Linked DNA regions of Hordeum vulgare: region 1 is linked to region 2. A link is a contact called in public Hi-C data. All regions are on one chromosome and are shown on one strand. Each heading gives the region's core, a stretch centred on a gene start, on an enhancer-like site or on the middle of the called end of the contact. The rest is flanking DNA. Distances are from core to core; before and after follow the strand shown.

The links. A called contact is a pair of places that touch in the nucleus more often than the background predicts.
Region 1: a Hi-C map of leaf shows a contact between it and region 2, with 3 times the contacts expected there. The contact joins the promoter of LOC123406348 here to the enhancer-like site in region 2. A contact is called at or near these places in 3 of 6 Hi-C or Micro-C datasets (leaf and seedling).

Annotation. Positions count from the first base shown.
Region 1 is chr1H:44,792,615-44,795,967 of MorexV3_pseudomolecules_assembly, forward strand. LOC123406348 reads left to right here and starts at 1,462. Exons shown (of 9, transcript XM_045099873.1): 1 at 1,462-1,982; 2 at 2,240-2,302; 3 at 2,397-2,960; 4 at 3,042-3,353. The coding sequence starts at 1,884.
Region 2 is chr1H:44,357,998-44,361,217 of MorexV3_pseudomolecules_assembly, forward strand. No RefSeq gene overlaps it. Among protein-coding and RNA genes, the nearest start is that of LOC123412945, 43 kb to the left of the region's middle. Within about 2 kb of position 1,429, at least 3 of the 3 cell types and tissues checked have open chromatin away from gene starts, as enhancers often do. A contact at or near this core is called in leaf and seedling, where this site is marked.

The DNA of each region.
Region 1 (3,353 bases), core at 212-2,711, 430 kb after region 2:
ATTGGGATCAGCGAAAGCATCCATCCCCAATAACCAGAAAATAAGGATGGGAACTGGGTTCCATTTAACCCCATTAAAATCCACTTATTATCTCGTGGTTTAAATATTTGTTTTTTTCAAGAAAAATAAACTATGGAGCTAGAAAAGGTTAAATAAATGGGACTTGTGGCTGCCACTTATTTGCCATTTACATCCCTACCGAAAAAGTATTATTGGAAAGATCCAATAAATCGTTATCGGGTGAGTTTTTTCTAGGATCTGCTCGAGATGTTGTAAGCTCCAAAACCATGTGTAGTTGGTATATAAATACTAAGGGTGGTTCCTTCTACTACTTTGCATAAGTTGGGATTTGTACACCATGAAAATAATAAAGTAAGGGCATCTCCAACACGTGGCCCCTAGAACAGACATACTATTTGTTCGCGAATTAGTCTGGCCAGTCAGTCGACAACCATGTCTTCTAAATGTCCATGTCTCCGACCCGCACCGCCGCTGGATCTCCACACGAGTGACGCGGACACTTCCTCATGTGAATGATCCTTCTGTACATCTTGTAGTTTGTGTACGCGTCCACGCGTATTTGATGTGTTCTTGATGCAGTTCGTTCATCCAGGTTTTGTGCCAGACACCCCATATGGTGAACCAGTGCGGACGCCGCAACAACATTGTGGTCGACGCTGGATACTCCCAGGAGGGATTTGTCAACGATCTCATGTCCACCAGCACCGCCCGGGTTATGGGCTTCGACGAGAAAGAGTACGGCATGGGAGACGACGGGAGCTCGACTCCGGTGAGCCGGCTAGTGATCCATTCCTATTCTACATCGGCACGGCGACCGGACCGACACTATGAGGGGCGCAACCAGCCGTCGTATATGGACACGATGGAGCCGGACGAGTTCCATTTACTATCAGGTTTACGTCGCATGTAATAGTATAGATTTAAGATTTCTAATTTAAGATATCCATTAGTAGAACGCATTATTTAAAGTTTTCGTGAACTCGCCCGGGCGCGTCCGCATGCATTTGGAAGGTGGGATTTGCTAAGTCTGGTTGCTTGCAAGCAGCTACAAACGTGCAACTGTAGTTACACGTGCATTGTAGTTACACGTGACAAAGACAAAAACAAAAGAAATAAATAAAAACATAAATCAATCAAACGAAGAAAGGAAGCCAAAAAACGAAATGATCCACGTGAATCTCCGCGTGGAATCATACGGTAGAGAGGTTGAGCCAGATTGTGTTGGTTCTCATGAGAACCAGAAAATCCATATATCATATCAGCGGGCAATCTTCAAGTGTTGAAAATGGCGAGACGTCGCAGTCCAACCGACCCGACCCGGGCCACCAACCGATGCACTAAACCCCTTGTTAAACCTTCACTCGCACTCATCCTTTCCATGGTGTGGTGTTCGTTGTATTCTTGTTTTTTATTAGATTACAAGGCAAGACAAGAGTAGAGGATCCGTCGCCACCTGACCAACCAAATCACTCACCATTCACCTAGTTCATCGGTTGGTGAAAGGATTTCAGGTCCACCGCCGCGCTGCGGTTACATACGTTACGTGGCCCCGCGCCCAGCCGACACCAGCAACATCCGTCGCCAACCAACGCACGCCCTCTTCCGATCTTCGCTTCTTACTCTTCTTCTTCCTTGAGCTCGCCTTCTTCCTCTACCTTGTTCTCTCCTCAGACGGGTGCACCCCAGCAGCAACAGCAACGAATCCATCCATCTTGCTAGCTTGCTACTTGTTGGCCTTGCTCGGTCCCGCTCCCTTTGGTCGTCGACGGCCGCCGCTAGCTGCGGCGACGACTGTCCGTCCAGGTGCTCTATCTCGGCAGCCCGGCCGTCGTCCGACGTCTGCCGGGGTGATCGTCTGATCGATGGAGTACGTGGCAGTGCGGGCTCCGGTTCCGATGAGCCGTAGGACTCGCCATGCTCACCAGCTCGCCGCCGACCCTACCCTTCCTCCTCCTTCTCCGGTGAGTGCACAGCGCTGCTAGAATCAATGCGCTCCGCTGCCATGCCGATCAGGTGGTTTCCTTTCCTTTTTCGATAGAGAAACTGGAGCAAGTTCCTCTTTTAATTCGGGCAGTACGTAAATTCTGTTGGACCAGCCCCCGGCCCATACACGGCAAAGGAGTACAGTAGCTTACTACGGGCCAGCCTGACTTTATGACCATGGCCCGGTCCAGTCACGTACTTGCTGCTGCTGCTGACGACGATGGTTCAGTTGCAGACGACGACGACACGCAACGGCGGGCAACAGCACGACCACAGACGCATGGATCTCGAGCACGAGGTACCCATCCAAGAATCATCTTGTCTGTTGTACAACGCGTCGACAGGAAAATGGTTATCGGTTTTGAGAGTGAAAATGCGTGGGAATGGTGCAGATGGCGGAGCTGAAGCAACAGCTGAGCAGCGAGGCGACGGTGCACCACATCCTGGAGAGCGCACTGCGTCCAAACACCACCTCCACCTCCGCCTCCGCGCGCTCCGTCCTCCTCAACATCCCGGCCTTCATCCCGGCCAAGGCCAAGCAGCTGCTGGCGGAGCTCGTGGTCGTCGAGGAAGAGATCGCGCGGCTCGAGTCGCAGATCCACGACATGAGGGGCGGCCTAGTCACCACCGCGCAGCGGCAACGGGCGTCCATGGCGACCGCCGCCTATGCCTCCTCCTACTCGCCAAGTGTCTACACCAGCAACGGCAATGGCAATGGCGCGGCGGCACACGCGGCATCGGCTCGTCTGCCGGCTGATCAGCTCGCGCCGGAGATCAAGTCCATGTTTTTCATCAGCCAGGCCATGAACGCCGAGTACCTCCAGCGTCATCTGCCCGCCGACGACACGCCGGAAAGGAGCCCCAGAGACCACACCAGAGGACCAGGAGCCACCGCCATCAGCCCAAAGTTCAACGAAAAAATCTTTGGCCTCCCGCCAAGGAATTCGCATGACAAGGTAACCAATCTGACATGCAACACTTCTCGGTGAAAATCATGCTCTGCTTATGCTCCGTACGTCTTTCCCTGGTCCTTGCAGAAGCAATCGAATGACGCGGACGAAAAACCTCCGAGGGCCTCCCAAGAACCGTCACCGCCACCGGCGACGGCGAAGAGGGACGAGCAGAGCAAGGTCCAGCCGAACAAGCTGTCGGAGAGGATCGTGAAATGCCTGGCGGTGATCTTCATCAGGCTGCTCCGGTCGTCGCGGGCGGCGGAGATGGACAAGTCCGGCAGCCTCGCCAGGTCCGGGAACCTGCTGCAGGGGAGCTTCAGGATCGACGCGGCGCTGAACGTGGCGGCGAGCGTCGCCAAAGAGAAGGAGAGGGGGCAGCAGGATCACTACGGCATT
Region 2 (3,220 bases), core at 179-2,678:
GTGCTGTCGTCGCCATCTATAGAGATGGCCTTTAGTGTCTATAGAGAGTGGTGACGTTGGTGGTCAAGTGTGGCATGGCCAGATGTCCTCTAATTTTGAATTACTTTTTTCTTCTTGTTTCTCCCAGTTTCTTCCCTCGTGGTATAGTGTCGAAGCAAATGATTTGATAACTTGGTTTGCAATGGAATATTTGAAAGGTGAACCTCGAGAGGATAAATTCAAAGCACCATGATTAACTTTTACTTTAATAACTTACCCTTGTCGCTTATTTTTGGGACAGTTGGTTCGATGATATATTTGCTTACTTGATCAATGAAAGCCGAATTGTCTGCTAAGAAGTGTTTGCTCTTTCTTTCTAAAATAAATAACTAAGCAATTAAACAATTCCCCTTACAAAACACAACATGCAAAACTTGCAACAAATCCTATAGATCAATCGACAGTATAATGTAGCATCTTCTTTTTTAAGGAAAAAAGCTATCAAATTGTGTTTTTTTGTGTGCAGTAAGAGTTGATCTTTCATACGGTATTCTCTACTTGTAGGGGAGGGAGCAATATATATATAATCTCATCTTGATAGATTTAGAGTAGTTTAAGTTTTCCTTATTTTTCTTTGTAGAAGTTTTTCATTCATAAATGCTTGATGAGCTAAAACTTTGGCCCATATCGTAAGACGTCACTCCGGAGAGCTTATGTTCGGAAAATCCTATTTGCCGTTTGTGCGAAGTGATGTCGAGGAGGGCAGGGTATCGGGCTGGCCCAAGTAGCGAGGGTGCCCTACCCGGTTTTGGGAACCTTTTAGAGGTTCCAACCGGTTTTTATAGTTTTGGAAAACTTCTAGAAGGTTCCCTGAACATTTTTTTTTCTTTTTTTTCTTTTTTTTTCTGTTTTTTTTCTGTTTTTGTTTTTTCTGTTTCTGTTTCAAAATTGTTCCGGATTTTGAAAAAATGTTCTGGAATATGAAAAATGTTCTGGAATTTGAAAAATTGTTTCGGAATTTGTAAAAATGTTTTGGATTTTGAAAAAATGTTCCGGAATTTGAGAAATGTTCCGTAATTAAAAAACCTTTTGGAATTTGAAAATATGTTCCATAATTTGAAAAAATGTTACGGAATTTGAATTTTATTCCGGAATTTTAAAAAATATTCCAGAATTTCAAAATGTTCCGGAAGTTGAAAAACATTCTGTAAGTTGAAAAAGGTTCTGGAATTTGAAAAATGTTCCATAATTTAGAAAATGTTCCAGAATTTTAAAAATGTTCTTGAATTTGAAAAAATGTCCTATTACAAGACATAGTCGTGCCCCGAGACTTTCTGTACCACGCGTTCTGCGCCATGATTTGCTTACAGCGCTCGAAGCCCATTAGGACCGCACACACGCACATGATTCTTCAGATTAAAAGGGGAACACTCGCACACTAATGGGCTGACCCAGCTGGAGTCGCGCCTGTGCGGCTGCTCGGCTGCTCGCCGCAACGAGCGGCGCATAGGAGCTCCCCTTATGTTCAGCACCTGAAGTGCATGAATAGTTTTTTGGCACTCACACGAGCCCGCATTGAAGGGTCGCCCCAAAAGGAAGGCAAGCACTTGCTCGTTCATTCATAAGAAAATGTTGAAGGGTCTCGTTCGTTCGCAGTTCACTGGTTTTCTTAATCGCTCGATCGCATTTGACCCATCCAGGTTAACCAGTTCATCACTGAACGTTCACTTTTCAAGAAAATGTGAAAAAAATAAAAAATCATAAACTAAAAAATGGTTCGTGAATTGAAAAAAGTCACAGGGGGTTCATGAACTAAAAAAGTTCACGAACTCAAAAAAACTTCAGAGAATTCAAAAAATAATAATTTGAAAAATGTTCCCAAACGTGAAAATTTTCATAAGTTAAAAAATTGGGATTCAAAAAAGTTCATGAACTCAAAAATTTCAAGAGTTAAAAAAATTGTGTGATTTCAAAAAGACTGCATCTTGGAAAAGTCCACGAACGTAAAATGGTTCAAGGATATGAGAAAATTTCATGAGTTCAAAAAACTATGCAAAATTCAAAACAAGTTCGCAACTTAGAAAAATCACGAACTTGAAAGAGTTCATGAGTTCAAAAAAAGTTAAAGGTATATGAAACGAACGGAGGGAGTAGTCAGCACCAGGGCATCAGGATTACCCTTCCCATCACCGGCTACTGGAGTGGCTAATAAAGGGGAAGCGAATCCGTGGGCATGCCGACGGAGGTCGATTGAAGGAATTCATCACACTAGCCATCTTGCGAGAAGGGAAAGAAAATACTTGCTCCTATTGTGCTTTCCTTATTTAATGATCATTAAGTTTGTTCTTCTTTTACAAAAGAAATAACTATACAACTAAACAATTCCCTTTACAAACTTACATCGTGCAAAAGTTGCATCAAATACTACAAATCAGTCGGGAGTATAATTTATCCTCTTTTGAAGGGGGGAATATGAAATTAAGAAATTGTGTTTTTTAGACGAGGAAAGATGTGATGTTTGTTACAAGAAGAAATGATCTAATACTCGATATGAAGAACTGCGAAATATGTGTCTCTCTCCGTTCGAGAGTTCAAGTTTTTTCTCTGGATTACACAACAAGTGGAATTGTTGTTAATTGGTCTTTTCTATATACATATGAGATATACAAAAATAATCTAGACCGGAAACCCTTAATCCCTGGAAAAAAAACTTCACAAAATTGTGTTCCTCAACACTATCTGAAATAAAATCAAAAGAATATGATTGAATTACTTGTGAATAGGAGTAACTCTAACAGAATAACATACAAGTGTGTGATGATCACCATATGGAATATGAAGCATGTGTGTCTTTCGTTTGGGTCTTTACATATTTGATTCTATCGAGCTACGACTTTCTTCATTGGTGATAGTTGTTGCTCTGGTCCTATGAAGTCTTAACACGACAATTTCTCAACTCTCTATTAGAACAAGGTTTGCCCGGCTCTGACATGAAGGTACGATGACGGCGGCGACTTCGGCTAGCTCCAATGCTTTGTAGTCATTGCTAGGGTCCACGAACCTGGTTGGTAATCTTATTACCTCTGGTGTTCTTTATACTATTATGATTGAAGATGAATAGAATAAAAATTTCTCACACACACAAAAAAAGAATATGAAGCACACTTCAAATGGATATTGAGGCCGCAACGACTATACGCCAACACATATTCGCCAAAAAGAGGTATTCTCCTTATTTTAT